2 separate regions of the Mus musculus genome follow, and region 2 is linked to region 1. A link is a contact called in public HiChIP or PLAC-seq data. All regions are on one chromosome and are shown on one strand. Each heading gives the region's core, a stretch centred on a gene start, on an enhancer-like site or on the middle of the called end of the contact. The rest is flanking DNA. Distances are from core to core; before and after follow the strand shown.

What was found. HiChIP or PLAC-seq counts read pairs in DNA pulled down with a chosen protein or histone mark.
Region 2: an H3K27ac HiChIP or PLAC-seq map of T-cell acute lymphoblastic leukemia shows a contact between it and region 1, with 2.9 times the contacts expected there. The contact joins the promoter of Spo11 here to the enhancer-like site in region 1. A contact is called at or near these places in 3 of 39 promoter capture datasets (the HPC-7 cell line, cranial neural crest and embryonic stem cells), 1 of 484 Hi-C or Micro-C datasets (nephron progenitors), 3 of 115 datasets of contacts at active chromatin or transcription factors (T-cell acute lymphoblastic leukemia, double positive thymocytes and embryonic midbrain) and 2 of 9 other capture datasets (liver and pancreatic islet).

The regions. Positions count from the first base shown.
Region 1 is chr2:172,789,447-172,797,149 of GRCm38.p6, forward strand. No RefSeq gene overlaps it. Among named protein-coding and RNA genes, the nearest start is that of 1700055K11Rik, 67 kb to the right of the region's middle. Within about 2 kb of position 4,680, at least 5 of the 459 cell types and tissues checked have an H3K27ac peak or open chromatin away from gene starts, as enhancers often do. A contact at or near this core is called in T-cell acute lymphoblastic leukemia, where this site is marked.
Region 2 is chr2:172,976,348-172,983,501 of GRCm38.p6, forward strand. Spo11 (SPO11 meiotic protein covalently bound to DSB) reads left to right here and starts at 3,495. Exons shown (of 13, transcript NM_012046.2): 1 at 3,495-3,677; 2 at 5,632-5,745. The coding sequence starts at 3,547. It overlaps Gm52538 (a long non-coding RNA gene), which reads right to left and starts at 2,773. Exons shown (of 3, transcript XR_003953974.1): 1 at 2,731-2,773; 2 at 1,897-1,994.

The DNA of each region.
Region 1 (7,703 bases), core at 3,430-5,929:
GCTCATTATGAAATATTTATCTGATTGACAGCCCTGGCAGCCCCACCCTAAGCCCCTTTCATGTTGCATGGCTCTGTGCCCCTCCGCCCAGCCAGGGCCTCACAGCCAGGGGCTGCTCCTGGCTCCCTGCCCTCCCTGATGAGGAGCAGGGGAGAGGGGTGGAGGCAGGGAAGCTCTCTCTGCCTCTCCCCACCCACCTGGAGGGTTAAGGGACTCGCCCTCAGTCACTCTGAGGGTAGACAAACTTCCCGATGCCCGCAGGAGGAAAAACAGGACCGTGGAAGAGATTGGATTTTAGTTTCAGACATGAAATGGCTCCCTAGAACCACAGTTTTACAGGGAAGAGTGCAAATGAGTCAGAAGCATACGGATTAGATTTTCCTCAAGCAGAAAACCCAGAAACATTCTATAAAGAGCAAACAATATAGCTGTCTGTGCCAGCCTGAGGAGCCGAGGCATTGGGCCGACTCTGCAGCCGGGCAGCCTCATTCCCAGTGGCTCTGTCTTCCATTTGCTTGTTGGATGGTATTGCCCCATCCCACTGTGTGCTGAGCACCAGTCAGACCCAGATTCTAGATACAAGGAGACAAGTGAGGTCGGGTCCTCATGGTACCTGTGGGCAGGCTGGGACACAGACACTGGAATCTAGAAGAGGACACTGTCTTAAGCTCCTGAGTTCTGCTGTGGAGGGCATAGGGCAGGTGGGCAGACAGTCTTTAGAGTGTCATGGGCTTACTTCAAGCAGCAGCTACTTCTTGGGAAGGTGACACTTGGTTTGTATAACTCAAGACTCAGTGTAAAATTTAAAAAGACAGAAAGTTGGGGAAGGTAGTATTTAAAATAAAGAAGTCTGGTAGGCATGGCCACATACCGTCATCCCAGCGCTCCCTAGGTAGGAAGCAGGAGGATTGCTTGCCAGTTTGAGGCTGGGCTGGTTTACATAGTGAATTCCAGGTCAGCCAAAGCTACATAGCAAGACCCTGTCTCAAAATACCAAATGGCCACAGGGCCGGATGCTCTGCTGGGAAGTCAGCTGGGAGCTGAACCCATCCGGCTCAGCAGCTGCTGAACTGAGGGTGATGGGGAATCAGGGAGGAAGTCAGTCCTGCAAAAAACATCCGAGAACAGCACAGGGCAAGATGGAGAAGGTGGGGTGTGAGAAAAGTCTGCACGGGGATATGCACAGGATATGGCCGGTGGAGAAGATGGAGAATGTGAACTGTTCTGCTCTGGAAGAGCCCGGCTTGCCTCTGCTTGAATGCTTGCTGCCTTTTGAGAGTCCCTACAGAGCTTGGAACTTCTGTAGGCTTCTTTGAAAATCTCTGTAAGGTCATCCTAGGTCCAACAGAATTCCAACACCGGCTGGGTTGACAAAAAGAGGGCTGTTGTTGTTTTCAGTTGATTGTTTTAAACTGTGTTTTAAGAAAACAGCATTTAAAAGTTTGTTGCACGTTGTACTGGCTGGTTTTGTGTGTCAACTTTGACACAAGCTGGAGTTATCTCAGGGAAAGGAGCTTCAGTTGGGGAAATGCCTCCATGAGATCCACCTGAGGGGCATTTTCTCAATTAGTGATCAAGAGGGAAAGGCCCCTTGGGGGTGGGACCATCTCTGAGCTGGTAGTCTTGGGTTCTATAAGAGAGCAGGCTAAGCAAGCCAGAGGAAGCAAGCCAGTAAAGAACATCCCTCCATGGCTTCTGCATCAGCTCCTGCTTCCTGACCTGCTTGAGTTCCAGTCCTGACTTCCTTCAGTGATGAACAGCAATGTGGAAATGCAAGCTGAATAAACCCTTTCCTCCCCAACTTGCTTCTTGGTCATGATGTTTTGTCCAGGAATAGAAACCCTGACTAAGACACACATGTGCACCTGTGTGTGTGTGTGTGTGTGTGTGTGTACTTACAGTACCTACACAGGCCAGAAGATGGCTTCAGACCTCCTGGAGCTGGGGTTACGGAAAGATAGAGCTGTGTGGGTGTTAGGAACAGAACTCAGGTCCTCTGAAAGAACAGCAATATTTGTAACTGGTTTTCATCTTTCCTGCTCCTGTATTTAGCTCTTTGACATCAACATTAAGAAACTTATTCATGGGGCTGGAGAGATGGTTCAGTGTTCGAAAGTACTGACTATTCTTTCAGAGGATGCAGGTTCAATTCCCAGTGCCGGCATAGAGGTTCACAACTGACTATAACTCGTCCGTGTGGTGTACAGACATGAGCAGACAAAACACAAAACGCATCCAATGCGTAAGCAAATAATGAAGTAGATCCTTTCCTTTGCCATGGCCCAGACAGTAACAGGTCTCAGCTTCTGAGCCAGAGTCTCTGTTCAAAAATGCAGTGCATGTTGCTTTCTTAAACACAAGGAGTTACAGAGGAGAGGATGGACAGACATGCGTGTGTTACAATAAAGCTTTATTGACAGCACAGGCTGCTGGTCCTGCAGCTGAGGTTGCAGATGTATGCGCTTCACAATTGTGGACTCAGCCACCTTGTCACATTCAGGCTTGTCTCATCTCCCCCGAGGTGCCTTACACTCAGTGCTGTGGGAAAACAGAGAGTACTCTTCAAAGCCCGTGGGTTTCCTGTCTCTGATACAGGGTATGGCCCTGGAAATAGTTTTGTTTTTGTTTTTGTTTTTGTAGATATGATAAAAAAATAAAGATCTGATCTAAAAAGAAGAAGGAAGAGGAGAAAAGAAAGAAAGGAGAGGGTGGGAAGAAGGAAGAGAGAAAAAAAGGAAGACAGGGAGGAAGAAGGGAGAGAGAAAATGAAGGGGTGGGAGGGATAGGGGAGAGGATAAGAAAAAAAGAAGGGAGAAGGGGAGAGAGAGACACAGAGAGAACTCTATAGCACTCTATGTAACAAAGCTCTGTCAACTTTTAGAGATATTTTTCTCATCTTGCAGGATTTCATGTTTCCCGGGGCTGTGATTTGGGCGGGACATGGTATTCTTATTTTATGGCTAGGAGAAGTTCAAAGAGATACAGACAGGCAGTGGTAGGTCACTTCAGCAACACGATAAGGTAGGTGAAGGCTAGCCTGGGCTACAGAACACCTGTCTCCAAAATAAATAATAGAAAGAAAGAAAAGAGACAGACAGATGAAATAAGAAAGCCATAGACCTGTGCCTCGGTTCCCCCCTGCGAGGGCCCTGGGGGACTCTACACCTTCTGGCTGTACCTTTCAAATCCCGGTCTTGTCCTCAGGGGAAGATAGAGCCTTCTCCAGACACAAATCTTTCTTGGGCCAACTTGGAGTCAAACTCCAGGGTCTGAGCCTTCCTAGGCAGATGCAGTCAGGAGGCGGTTTCCGTGGCAACGGATTTTGACATGATCAACTGCTAGCACTCGCCACCCAGAGATGACAAAACTCCAGGAACTTCAAAGCTGTTAAGGATAGCTCGGGGCAAATTTTAATTAAAATTAGATAGCGTATATGAAAAGCATCTAATTTGTACTCTATAAAAGAGTTTGGGAGGTACATCTCCAGAGCCTCGGGACTGTGGCTGTAACAATTAACTTGCAACTTTTCGCGGCAGAATCACAACATGTTAATTTGCTAATGAGTCAGTCAGAGCAGAAGCAAGCTCTGACAGTGGAGGAAAACATACACATTACATTCCGGTTCTATTTTTAAATAAATTAAATGTTTCAAGTCAAACTCAAGCTTCACATGAAAGTTCTATCCCTACTGATATTTAAAAAAAAAAAAAAAAAAAAGCCAACAACTTGATTTGCCTGCTGAGACGCAAAGGAAGAATCTTCGAAGTTCTCTGGAGGTTGAAGCCATTCCTTTCCCTTCAGCATGGCTGCAGTTACATATGTGCTAACTGTGGCCATTTAGAGTAGTGACGTGCTCTCTCTCTCTCTCTCTCTCTCTCTCTCTCTCTCTCTCTCTCTCTCTCTCTCTCTCCTCTCTCCGTTTCTTTCCCTCCCTCCCTCTGTGAAGTTCTGAACTCAGGATGGAGAGAGAGAGGAAAATATCAAACCCCTCCCTTCTTAGTGTATCATGAATAAAGACCACTGTGGAGCAGAGAAGGGGAAAGAATTCCCAGACAGGGCCATGTGCTCCACTGACGCTGGAAACTCAGTCACTCTCAGAACCTGCCAACACCTCTTAGCTTGCACCACCACATGGCTTCTACTGAGGATGGAAACAGTCACAGAGTGTCACACATGCTAGCAGGCGTGGGAGCGGATAAAGTCCTGAGGAATGTGTGCTGTGGACATGCATGGGCACATCTGTGTCAAGGACCCCAGTGTCTTCCCCAGGTGAGACTCAAACATGGCAAAGCTTCCTCGGGTCTAAGCAGTGATCACCAGTGACTGAGTAGCATGCAGCATCCTCCTCCAGTGTGTTTACAGCCAGAGACGGCTCCCCCACCAAGATAGCCAACTTCCCTGGGTTGCACGTAATAAACACAGTGGACCTCCAGGTTCCCTAGCCTCCATCACAGTGAACGAGCACAGCCCACCAGATCCCAGCTTTCCTGTCTGTGTGCCTGTGTTGTTTCATTCCCAAAATGCCCCAGACAGGTTTCCAGGACCAAGAGGAACATGTAGCAGACTTCCTGGGGCCTGGAAGAGATGTGTAGATGCAAAGTCTTGGTGCACACTCTCTATAGCTCCACCAATACTTTACAGGTGTTCTAACCACATCAAGCAGTCATCATTGTAGCTGAGGGAGACATTTGACCTCAGAACCCGAGCTCTCCCCGCACAGCCCCAGGCTGTGATCTCTATACTCATGCTCCTCAGAATGGGGGAGGGGAATAGCACGCCAAGCTCAGTGTGACAAACACCGGAGTGAGCGGTGCAGGCACGAGGAATGGAGGGCAGAGGAGGGTAATGCACACACTATAAGCTGATCACCTCCACCCGCATGTGGAGCCAGCTTTGTAAAAGAAGGCCTGATCCTCGTGGCTGGGTCTGAGGCAGGAGTGAGACATGTGCAGCCTGTCAGGGAGCTAGTGGGGTGGCATCAGGGTTGAGCAGGAGGAACGCCATCCCATCTTGGAGCTATTTCGTAACATTTTAAACTTTTATATTCCTGGATAGGCAAGGTGTGATACTGTCTGCCAACCCAGGGTCTGGCATGGGGCAGTCAGCTGCAGGGCCTTGCTGTGTGCCTGCAGGATGCTCTCACTGGGCACAGAGACTGGCTGGGTCGGTTACTTGCCTTGGTGCTGTGACCAAGAACCTGACAGAATGATGTAAGGGAGGGAGGGTTATTTTGGCTCACAGTTTGAAGGGCGCAGTGCACTCTGAGGGAAGGTATGGGGAGGCAGCATGAGGTAAACCAGTCGTGCTGTGGCCACAGTCAGGAAAGGGGACCAACAGGGGGACAGGAAGCTTGATTCCAGGAGCCTCGGTGCAGGGGGAAGGTTGCCTTCCCTTTCACAGTCCTGTGCGGACTCTGCCATTGCTGTTCCCAGCTATTCTGCTGGTCCGGGTCAGCCTTTCTCTTCCTATCGAAGGGAACGGAACTCTCTGGCCAATGAGAGTGGCCATTTCCTGGGGCACAGTGATTGGTTTAGGAGCAGACTCAAGGCTCAAGTCAACCAATCAGAGTCCTTCCCAGAATTCCAATGCAGATGTTACTGATTGCTGGAAGCCGTGAGGATGGCCTGTGGCAGGGCCATCTATCTGCCTGTCTCCCTGTCTTGCGGTGTAAACGCGATGCCAGGCATACGAAGCTCAACAGTGTGGAGAAGAAACAGAGCTGGAGGCCTGAGAAGGGCCAGGGAGATCCTGGCAATAACCCATTTGAGTGGATCCAGAAGCGCCTCTCAGACGTCTTCACAAAGCTCTAGAAAGGTCAGTCTGGAATCGACATCCCATTTGACAGTAGAAGAAATAGAATCCGAGCACAGTTCACACAGCAACTGAGCAGTGGAGCCCAGAGTTGCTCCATGTTGTGGTTTGAATACAAAATGTTCCCAGACCTGTGTGTTTGAATACGTGGTCTCCAGCTGGGGTCCTGTGGCTGAATCTTTGGGAGGTGGAGCCTCACAGGAAGAAGTAACTGTGTGGGTGAGCCTTAAGGCTGACAGCCTGGCTTAACTTGTCAACTTCCAGTGATTTCGCTCCATGATGGGCCGAGTCTCATCAAACTGTGAGCCCAGTAACCACCCTTACGCTGTTTTTTGTCAAGTATTTCGTAGAGCAGCAAGATCAGCAAGGAACACAGCTGGTCTCGCTCGGCACCCAGTGCGGTCTGTAGAGCCCTGCCATGCACTGACGCACTGCCTCATGGGACACTGGCTGGGAAAGACCGCGGGGGGGCCCCCAGAAGCATGAGCCAAGCGGCCCTTCCCACTTGCCCAGTGGTTAGCAAGCTGCTCCAAGATGCCAGGTTGAGACTCGGCTCAGAGCTGGGAAAGGAGATGTGGGTTAAGGACACACAAGAGTCAGGGAGCTGGGGACCAAGATGGATGTTGGAGCAGAGGAACCACGAAGAGGGGCAGTGGGTAAAAGAGCAACCTATCCTGAGACTTTATTCACAAGTAGACACCTAACAGACAGGACAAGAGGGTGCTGGGATAGCTCTTAGCAGCTGAAAGTACCCCTGCTGCTCAGGGCTTGTCTGGACTTCTTTGCCTCAGTTTCCCCTCTGCCGATGAGACTCCCTATGGCTTTATTAGTGCAAGTTTCAACTTTCTGAATGTCAGGGAAATGAATCTTTCTACCGGCAAATGGCTGTCAATCCCAGAGCCAAGAAGTTCTTACTGGCTCGGCTGGGGTTACTTGGCAATCCAGTGGACTGATCTCTGAGGCCCAGGTTCTAGGGTACTGTGATAAGCCAGCCGGAATCCTGAAGGCCTCATGATCGAGGAGCAATGCCCACGCCCCTGAACTTGGGGTCACACTATGTATTCCAAGAAGCCAAATGCATCCACCCACCCTCAAGAAGCCATTTATAACAGACAGTTTAATAACAAAAGGCAGGAAAAGGAGGTTTATTCAACGTGGCCAAAAGGGAAGAGGGACAAAGATACAATGACCCACCCCCTCCCTTAGCTCATCTTTATGGTTCTGAAGTGAAATCAAAGTTTAATCAGAGGGCCAAAGGTATGTACATCTAAACAGTCCTATCCAAGATGTGGTCCCATCCCCCCCAAAGTCATCAGTGTCTGGGCTTCCGTCTCATCCATAAGTTGATATGACAAGTTGTTAGAACGGTGTGAGGCTCGGCACGGTGGTGCACGCCTTAATCCTAGCACTCGGGAGGCAGAAGCAGTAAGAGCTCTGTAAGTTCAAGGCCAGCCTGGTCTACAGAGTGAGTTCCAGGACAGCCAGGGCTACACAGAGAGACCTCTGTAACTAAACAAACACATAAACAGTGAACTATGTGAAATCTGTGTTTCCCCTCTGGCTGGGTCTTTTTCTTCTCCCACCCTGAGAGTCCTAGGGTCCACAGTTTCAGAGATCTCAGTAATACCAGATTGATAATAGATACCAGTGTTTGTTGTTGTTGTTGTTGTTTAGAATATCTTCATTTCTGTCATACCAGTTACAACCACAGACAGGAAATCAAAAAGCTCGATGAAGGGACCAAGACTCAAACATCTATTGATCACCTCATTTTCTGCCTACCTGTCACCATCTACCGCCTGTCCAGCTATCATTCATCTATCACCTAGCAGCTATCTTGTATACCGTATATTGCCTAGTATCAACACCCTCTAACCTATTGATATACCGTA
Region 2 (7,154 bases), core at 2,245-4,744, 190 kb after region 1:
TGCTCCTACTCCTTACCCTCTCTCTCCCCATTCCCTTGCCCATGCTCTCTCCACATGCTCATGATCAGCCTCTTCTCTCCTCCCCTCCCCTCCCTCAACTCCCCTCCCCATGCCCTGAAAAGCCATACAACGGATATAGTATAGAATAGAGTTCATGTAGAGCACGGGGAGGGGAGTTGTTAGGGGAGTAAAGATAAGGCAGAGAGAGAGAGAGAGAGAGAGAGAGAGAGAGAGAGAGAGAGAGAGAGAGAGAGAGAGGAGAGACTGATGGGGAGCATGTGGAGAGATGGGGGAGGGGAACGGGGAGAGAAGGGACAGAGAGGGAAGAGAGGAAGAGAGGAAGAGGTAAGAGATGGGGGAGGGGGCGAGCTTCTTTTATACTGAGTCAGGCACAGCTGGCTGTTGCCAGGTAACTGTGGGGTGAAGCCTAGAACAACAGCAAACAGGAAGCACTCTTATGACTGTCCACTTGACAAGCTCTAGATCCTCTGGGAGACAGACCTCTGACCACGCTTATGGGGATTTATCTTCAAAACATAGTTATTCACTTCCTTTTTAAAAAAAATTTTATATGCATGAGTGTTTTGACTACATATTTGTCTGTGCACAACGTGGGTGCCTGATGCTCACAGGGGCCGGAAGAGGGCACTGGACTCCCTAGGACAGGAGTTATAGATGGTTTCGAGCTCCAGTGGGCAGTTGTTTTGATTAAGTTCATTGGTTTGGGAAGATCCATTCTAATTGGGCAGGACCATTCTCTGGGCAGGAGATCCTGAAGTGTATAAAATGCATTCATGGAGCCGAGCCTACACCCACCCATTCATCCCTGTTTCCTGATTGTGGGTGACCCACGACCAGCTACTTCCTGCCAGATAAAACAAGCCCTTTCTCCCTCAAGTTGCTTTTGTGGAGGTGTTTTCATTGTAGCAACAGAAAAAGAAACTAAGACCTTCATCCTGACAAAGTCTAGGGAAATGCTCAGAGGGCCAGGGGATGAAAAGGTCTCAGCCGGGGAAGCCAGACAGCTTCTCTTCGCCAGCAGTGCTGGCTGAGGCTTGCTTGGAGCCCACTGTGTTTTTCTGGTCCTGTCTCCCATCGTGGGGCTGGAGCTGCCTTTGAAGTGCAGGTGCTGTAAACAGCTGCTGCGGGCACACCGCAATGCTCACACAGCACAGCAATGCTTCCTTGCTCCTCTACTCCTCTCGGAACAGAACGAGGCAGGATGCCTGCAGGGCAGAGGCAGATGCAGCTGCTGGCAGAACGCTCCCTCCCCCCACCTTTGTCACGGAGGTGGGAACCCCCGCCAGGCACCCAAACCCTGAGTCTCTCTCAAAGGATCTGCAGGTTTAGGCATCTTTGTTCATCTGCAGGCTCCTCCCTAGCCCTCCAGCCACCTCAGAACTTTTCAAAAGTCCCAGAGGAGGAGAGAGGCCTCTGGTGGAGTCTGTAGACCTGCGATTCAGGTCTGTCTCCAAGGGACATAAAAGGGGAGCCGTGTGTGAAACTCAGAAGAAAGCTGTGATGTCACCTTGCCCTCCCTCTTCAAGTCCTTCTGAAGCTTGCCTGTTGTGTGGCTGTCCTCCGGAGGAAAACTAAAACCAAAACCAAACCAACCAACCAAACAAACAAAAAGGCCACCACTCAGGACAAAGGGCTAGTTCCGCCAGGAAGAACCCTGCAAAATGCCAGCCCACCCTGAGCCAGACCCCTGGAGGCCCCTGGGTTCCCCAGGATCTGACATGAACCTGGCATCAAAGCCTCCCTCTTGGAGAACCGGCTCGCATGCTCAGCCTCGCATGCAGCTCTCAACCTTTCTGAGCCCAGACTCTCCATCCAGAAAATGAGGGTGAGTTTTCCCTACTCATTTCAAGTGTACCTATCTCCTGGTACACTTACCTGAGGTTCGCCCGTTTGTGTTCAGTTGCTGCATCTCCTTGGGCTGAGGGCTTCCTGAGGACAGAGACCTAGCTCCCTCATCCCTCTGGTAACCAGCACTGCATAGCACATGAGAGGCAACAGGAAGGAGTGTGATAATGATAAAGAAAGGCTCTTCACACAGGTCTCACACACACACACACACACACACACACACACACACACACACACACACACACACGCAGTGTTGGCTTTTAGCCTAGGCTCCACTCCATAGTTACTTGGCAATAGCCAGCTGGGCCTGACTCATTATAAAAGGGGTTGCTTGCCCCCTCCTCTCTCTCTCTCTCTCTCTCTTGCTCTCCTGTCCTTGCTCTCTTCCCCTCTTCCCCCTCTTTCCCCATTTCCCTCCCCCCTTCCTCCCCCCCATGTGCTCATAGCCAGCCTCTACTCCTCTATCCCCACCCCCCCTTTCTCTCAACTCCCTTCCCCATCCATGCCCTAAATAAACTCTATTCTATACTACAGAATAGTATAGGGAAGTGTGGCTGGTCCCTCAGAGGGAAGGGATGCCTCAGCATGGGCATGCAGAGAGGAGGCTGTTATTTCTGCCACTAGACTATTAGAAATAAAAACTATCAACTGGGGCCTGTGGTCAGGTGGCTCTCACGGGATCAGTCCCAGCATCTCTCATACACCTTGATTCAAGCCACTTTGGTCCAGTCAGTTTTTTACCTCATCCCAGTCTCTCTTTGTTAAGGATACGGTTCTAAGAGTCAAGGCTCCTCTAGGACTTCAGAAATCCCACCTTCTGCTCTAGAAGGCTCAGAGAGAATAAAGCGAGACATGTCTTACCGTAGGTCTGCAAGGAGAGGAAGTGATATTCACGCTATTAAGGCTTAGGATGGAAATACTATTTTCAGATAAGCAACAACTTTTTATATATTTTTAAAAATTCACTTTTTTTAAAAAAATATTTTTATGTGTGAGTACCACATGCATGCAGGAACCCACAGAGGCCAGAGGGCATGAGGTCCCATGGAAGTGTAGTTTTAGGCAGATATGAGTTGCCTGGCGGGGGTCCTAAGAAATGAATGAACCTAGGCTCTCTACAAGTGCATTAAAATTCTTAACGCCGAGCTTTCCCCAACGACAATCTTCTTAATAAAAGCAAATCCCAAACATGTTTTGGACAGTAAAAAGCCTTTAATCCCGGCACACAGGAGGAGGCAGGTGGAGAGGACCTGGTACAGAGGCAGGAAGCCAAACCAGGCAGAAATGTTTCCCTTCTCCCATACCTATCCCCAGGTCCATGACCGTCCTAGTGAAAAGTTGTAATTATTACCTCCCCAAATGACCCCCCAAAAGAGCTTTGCAAGTATTATTTCCCCTAAGTTATCAGACCAAGAAAACCTCGACCCCAGAGATCTGCATCTGAGAGCTTCATGTCCTCCCTGAAGGGTAGTGTGTGTGTGTGTGTGTGTGTGTGTGTGTGTGTGTGTGTGTGTGTGTGTGTGTGTGTGTTGGGGGGGCGCCTCAGAGGCCCCTGCGCCTGCGCACTCTGCTCCGCGGGCTGTCCCGCGGTCAGTGGTGCAGTGCGCATGCGCGTGGCTAGAGCGCGGAAAGGTTCGCAGGGGCAGGAGGCCTCAGAGCGGCTCCGCATCCGCCATTATGGCGTTCGCGCCTATGGGGCCCGAGGCCTCGTTCTTCGACGCCCTGGATCGGCACAGGGCTTCCCTGTTGGCCATGGTGAAGAGAGGCGCAGGGGAGACCCCTGCCGGGGCCACCCGCGTGGCCTCTAGGTACAGCAGCTCGGCAGGGCCATGGAAAGCCCGGGAAGGTTCCTCGTGGCGCCGAGGTGGCCTCCGTGGGGAGAGCGTCGGAGGCCACGTCCGAGCCCCGAAGTCGGTGCTCCCTAGTGCTCCCTGGTGGTGACCGGGACCCTGTACACACCAGATGTTTTCTAGAATGTTCCAGGCGCCCCGCTCTGGCTTAGTTCCTAGGTTTATCAGTGTCCTTTATAGTCAGAGAGCTTGAGACTTGCTTTGGATTTATGGGGCTTTGTCTTGTTTTGTTTTGTTTGTTTTTGTTTTTGTTTTAAATGAAAGCTGGGCTTTAATTTCAGCACCGGGAGGCTGAGGCAGGCAGGTTTCTGAGTTTGAAATCAGTAGTTCCAGAATAGCCAGGGCTGTTAGACAGAGAAACCCCATGTTGAAAAAAAATTGTGTGTGTGTGTGTGTGTGTGTGTGTGTGTGTGTAAAATAGGTTTGGGAGTGAGGGATAGAAGAGGAAAGAGAAAGTGAAAAGCGTTTACTCTCTGAACTACCACTAATTAATTTCTCAGAACTAACAAGGACATCATCACATTTTAAGTAATTTATAATAAGACTTTTTTTTTTTTAACCTGAAGGGAACAGATGAACATATTGTAAGTAATTTCTTCACAACCAACTACAGAGACTCTCCTACGGTTCACCTGACTATATCTTGACCTTCAGTATTTGTCTCAGCCTATTCCAAACTTTGAAAAAAATTGTGTTAGAAAATAGTAAATGTTTTAAAATCCATTTTCTGATCTATCCCCCCCCCCACATACACACAGTAGAAACGTTGAGAATTGTGTGGTTGTTAAAACTCAACATTTTGCCCATCTTCTTTGTTTAGCTTGGCTTTCCTCCTTAGGCAATGTGCCAATGTTGCTTAAAATGATTGAGATATATATTTTTTTTAAACTGATGGTTTGTGAAATTAACAGCCAGCTGGAGAAAGCTGGGTTCAGTCTTGATATTTTGTGGTAAAGAGGCATGATTTTTTTGTGGCCAAGTGAACTATTTAGTACAAAATTCATTTTTTTTTCTTTTCTTGTAGTGATTAATTTTTTTCCTTTTGAATCATTACAATTTAAGATGGTTAATTTTTAGTCATGATATCAATTTTAGGGCAATGTGCTATAAGAAAGTATGTATGTGTGTGAGAGCGAGCGCGCTTGCTCACTTGCAGGAGCGTATATGTGTGTTAATGTTTCTGCATTGAATTCTTGGGAAGGAAGTTCAAAGCTAGTCTTACATCATCCTCAGTTAAAACATTTTTACAGTAGTATTTCAAGCCAAGTCTGTATTGAAGTTCAGCGACATTGAAGTAAGTTAATGTGAGCAAATAAAAAATGTATTTGTAAGTTATATTAGCTCGTCATTAATGCAAAAGGGTTCTTTGAAAGAGGAATTTACAGGTAAATCTAATTTTTTGTAAGTAAGCGCTATGAGAACAGTTGTTGGAATCCATGCCAAGGTAAGAATTTGGTAAGAGAGATGGTTACTGACATGTGTTTGCAAGGCTTAAAGAGACAAACAGAAGCGAGGAGGGGTGGTCCACATCTGCAATCCCACCATCCAGGAAAGCAAGGGAGGATTGTGGGTTTGAGGCCATTCTGAACTTCATGGTGAGTTCCAGGTTAGCCTTTGCTACCTTGTGAGACCTTGTCTCCAAAAGCAAGACAAAACAAAACAACAAAAATATGATGAAATAAAGAAATTGTGCCAGGTGGTAGATGTCCATGCCTTTAATTCCAGCACTTGGGAAAGAGAGGCAGGCAGATCTCTTGAGTTTGAGGCCAGCCTGGTCTACAGAATGAGTTCCAGGACATCTAGGGCTCCACAGAGAAATCCTGTTGGGGTGGGGATTGGGAGGTTGTCTTTGTATTGATCTGGGAGATGTTACATGGTATAAAATTAGATCTTACTGTGTTTATTGTTTCAGTTCTGAGGTTCTTACAGCTATAGAAAATATTATCCAAGACATAATCAAAAGCTTGGCAAGAAATGAAGTGCCTGCCTTCACAATAGACAACAGATCGAGCTGGGAAAACATAATGTGGGCATTTTGCAATTTTATTTCTCTGTTTTAAAAAGATGTGTGTTCGTGCTCCTGCGTGTGTGTGTGTGTGTGTGTATGTGTGTGTGTGTGTGTGTGTGTGTCTGAAAGTGCATGTGCCTGTGAGTCTCCACGGAAGAGGATGTCAGATTGCCTGGAGCTGGAATTACAGACTCTTAGGAAGCCACCTGATATTGAATACTGGGAACTGAGCTGAAACTCAGTCCTATATAAGAGCAGCAAGCACTCTTAGCCCAGCCAGCTCTCCAGCCCCTGAAGTCTCATTTATTTGAGACAGAGTCTCACTATACTCCCTAGCTGGCCTGGAACTCACAATGTAGACCAGGCTGGCCTCAAATCTCCCTGCTGGGATTAAAAACATGTGCCACCAGGCCTGGCCCCTGAAGTATTTATTTATTTATTTATTTATTTATTTATTTATTTAATATGTGTACACTGTAGCTATCTTCAGACACACCAGAAGAAGGCATCAGTTGTGAGCCACCATGTGGTTACTGGGAATTGAACTCAGGACCTCTGGAAGAGCAGTCAGTGCTCTTAACCACTGAGCCATCTTTCCAGCCCTGAAGTTTTCTTTTAAAATTCAGTACCTATGTTGTTATTTCAATTTGTTTGAATTAGAGCTACAGTCACGTGTTATTACTTTCATCCTCTTCACTTGCCCCGTAAAAAATTAGCAGGTTTACAAAATCCGTGCTCCACAGGATTGCTATATAAACTAGACAGTGTGAAAGATAAGGCAAAGACAAGCAGGTTAGCAACTAGAGCTGCTCTGAGGGAGGGCAAGGTTCAAAGTCTGTTGGCCCTAGTTCAAAGCAGCCAGTGCTCTCAGCACTAGGGAGACACTCTGGGTGTAGTTGTCTTCCAGTCTGCAAAGGCAAGCCATTGCTCAGGCAGCTGCTATTGGTGTCGACATGCAGACCACAGTGCAAGCATTCTGAACTCAGCACAGGCTCAGCCCGGATCCCTGTCCTAGCGCTGCTCGCTCGCTCTGGGAGCTTTATCCACATTCTCCAGTCTAGTGATAAAGGATTGGCCTTTCTAGCCTGTATCGCCTTCTCTACCGAAGGACAGATGGTTCTCAGCCTTTGTCAAAGTTACAGAAATAGAGGAATAGGGTGAAGAGATCCTTTGTAAGTATTATTTTAAAGCATAAGCTCTATACTTGGAAAATGTCTTGTGAAAAATGGCTTTCACACAGCTTCCAAGCAGCTGCCATGTGCCTGGTGCCTTCTGCCACCTTTAGGAGAACCTGGGAGGTTCAGTTTAACAAATTAATGTCAGTAGTTCACACAGTGTCACTTGGTGGGTAAATTGAAAAAAATTTGTTTTTCAAAAATTATTAAGTTGAGCCAACTAATTAACTGAGAATGAGTAATGGCAAAATG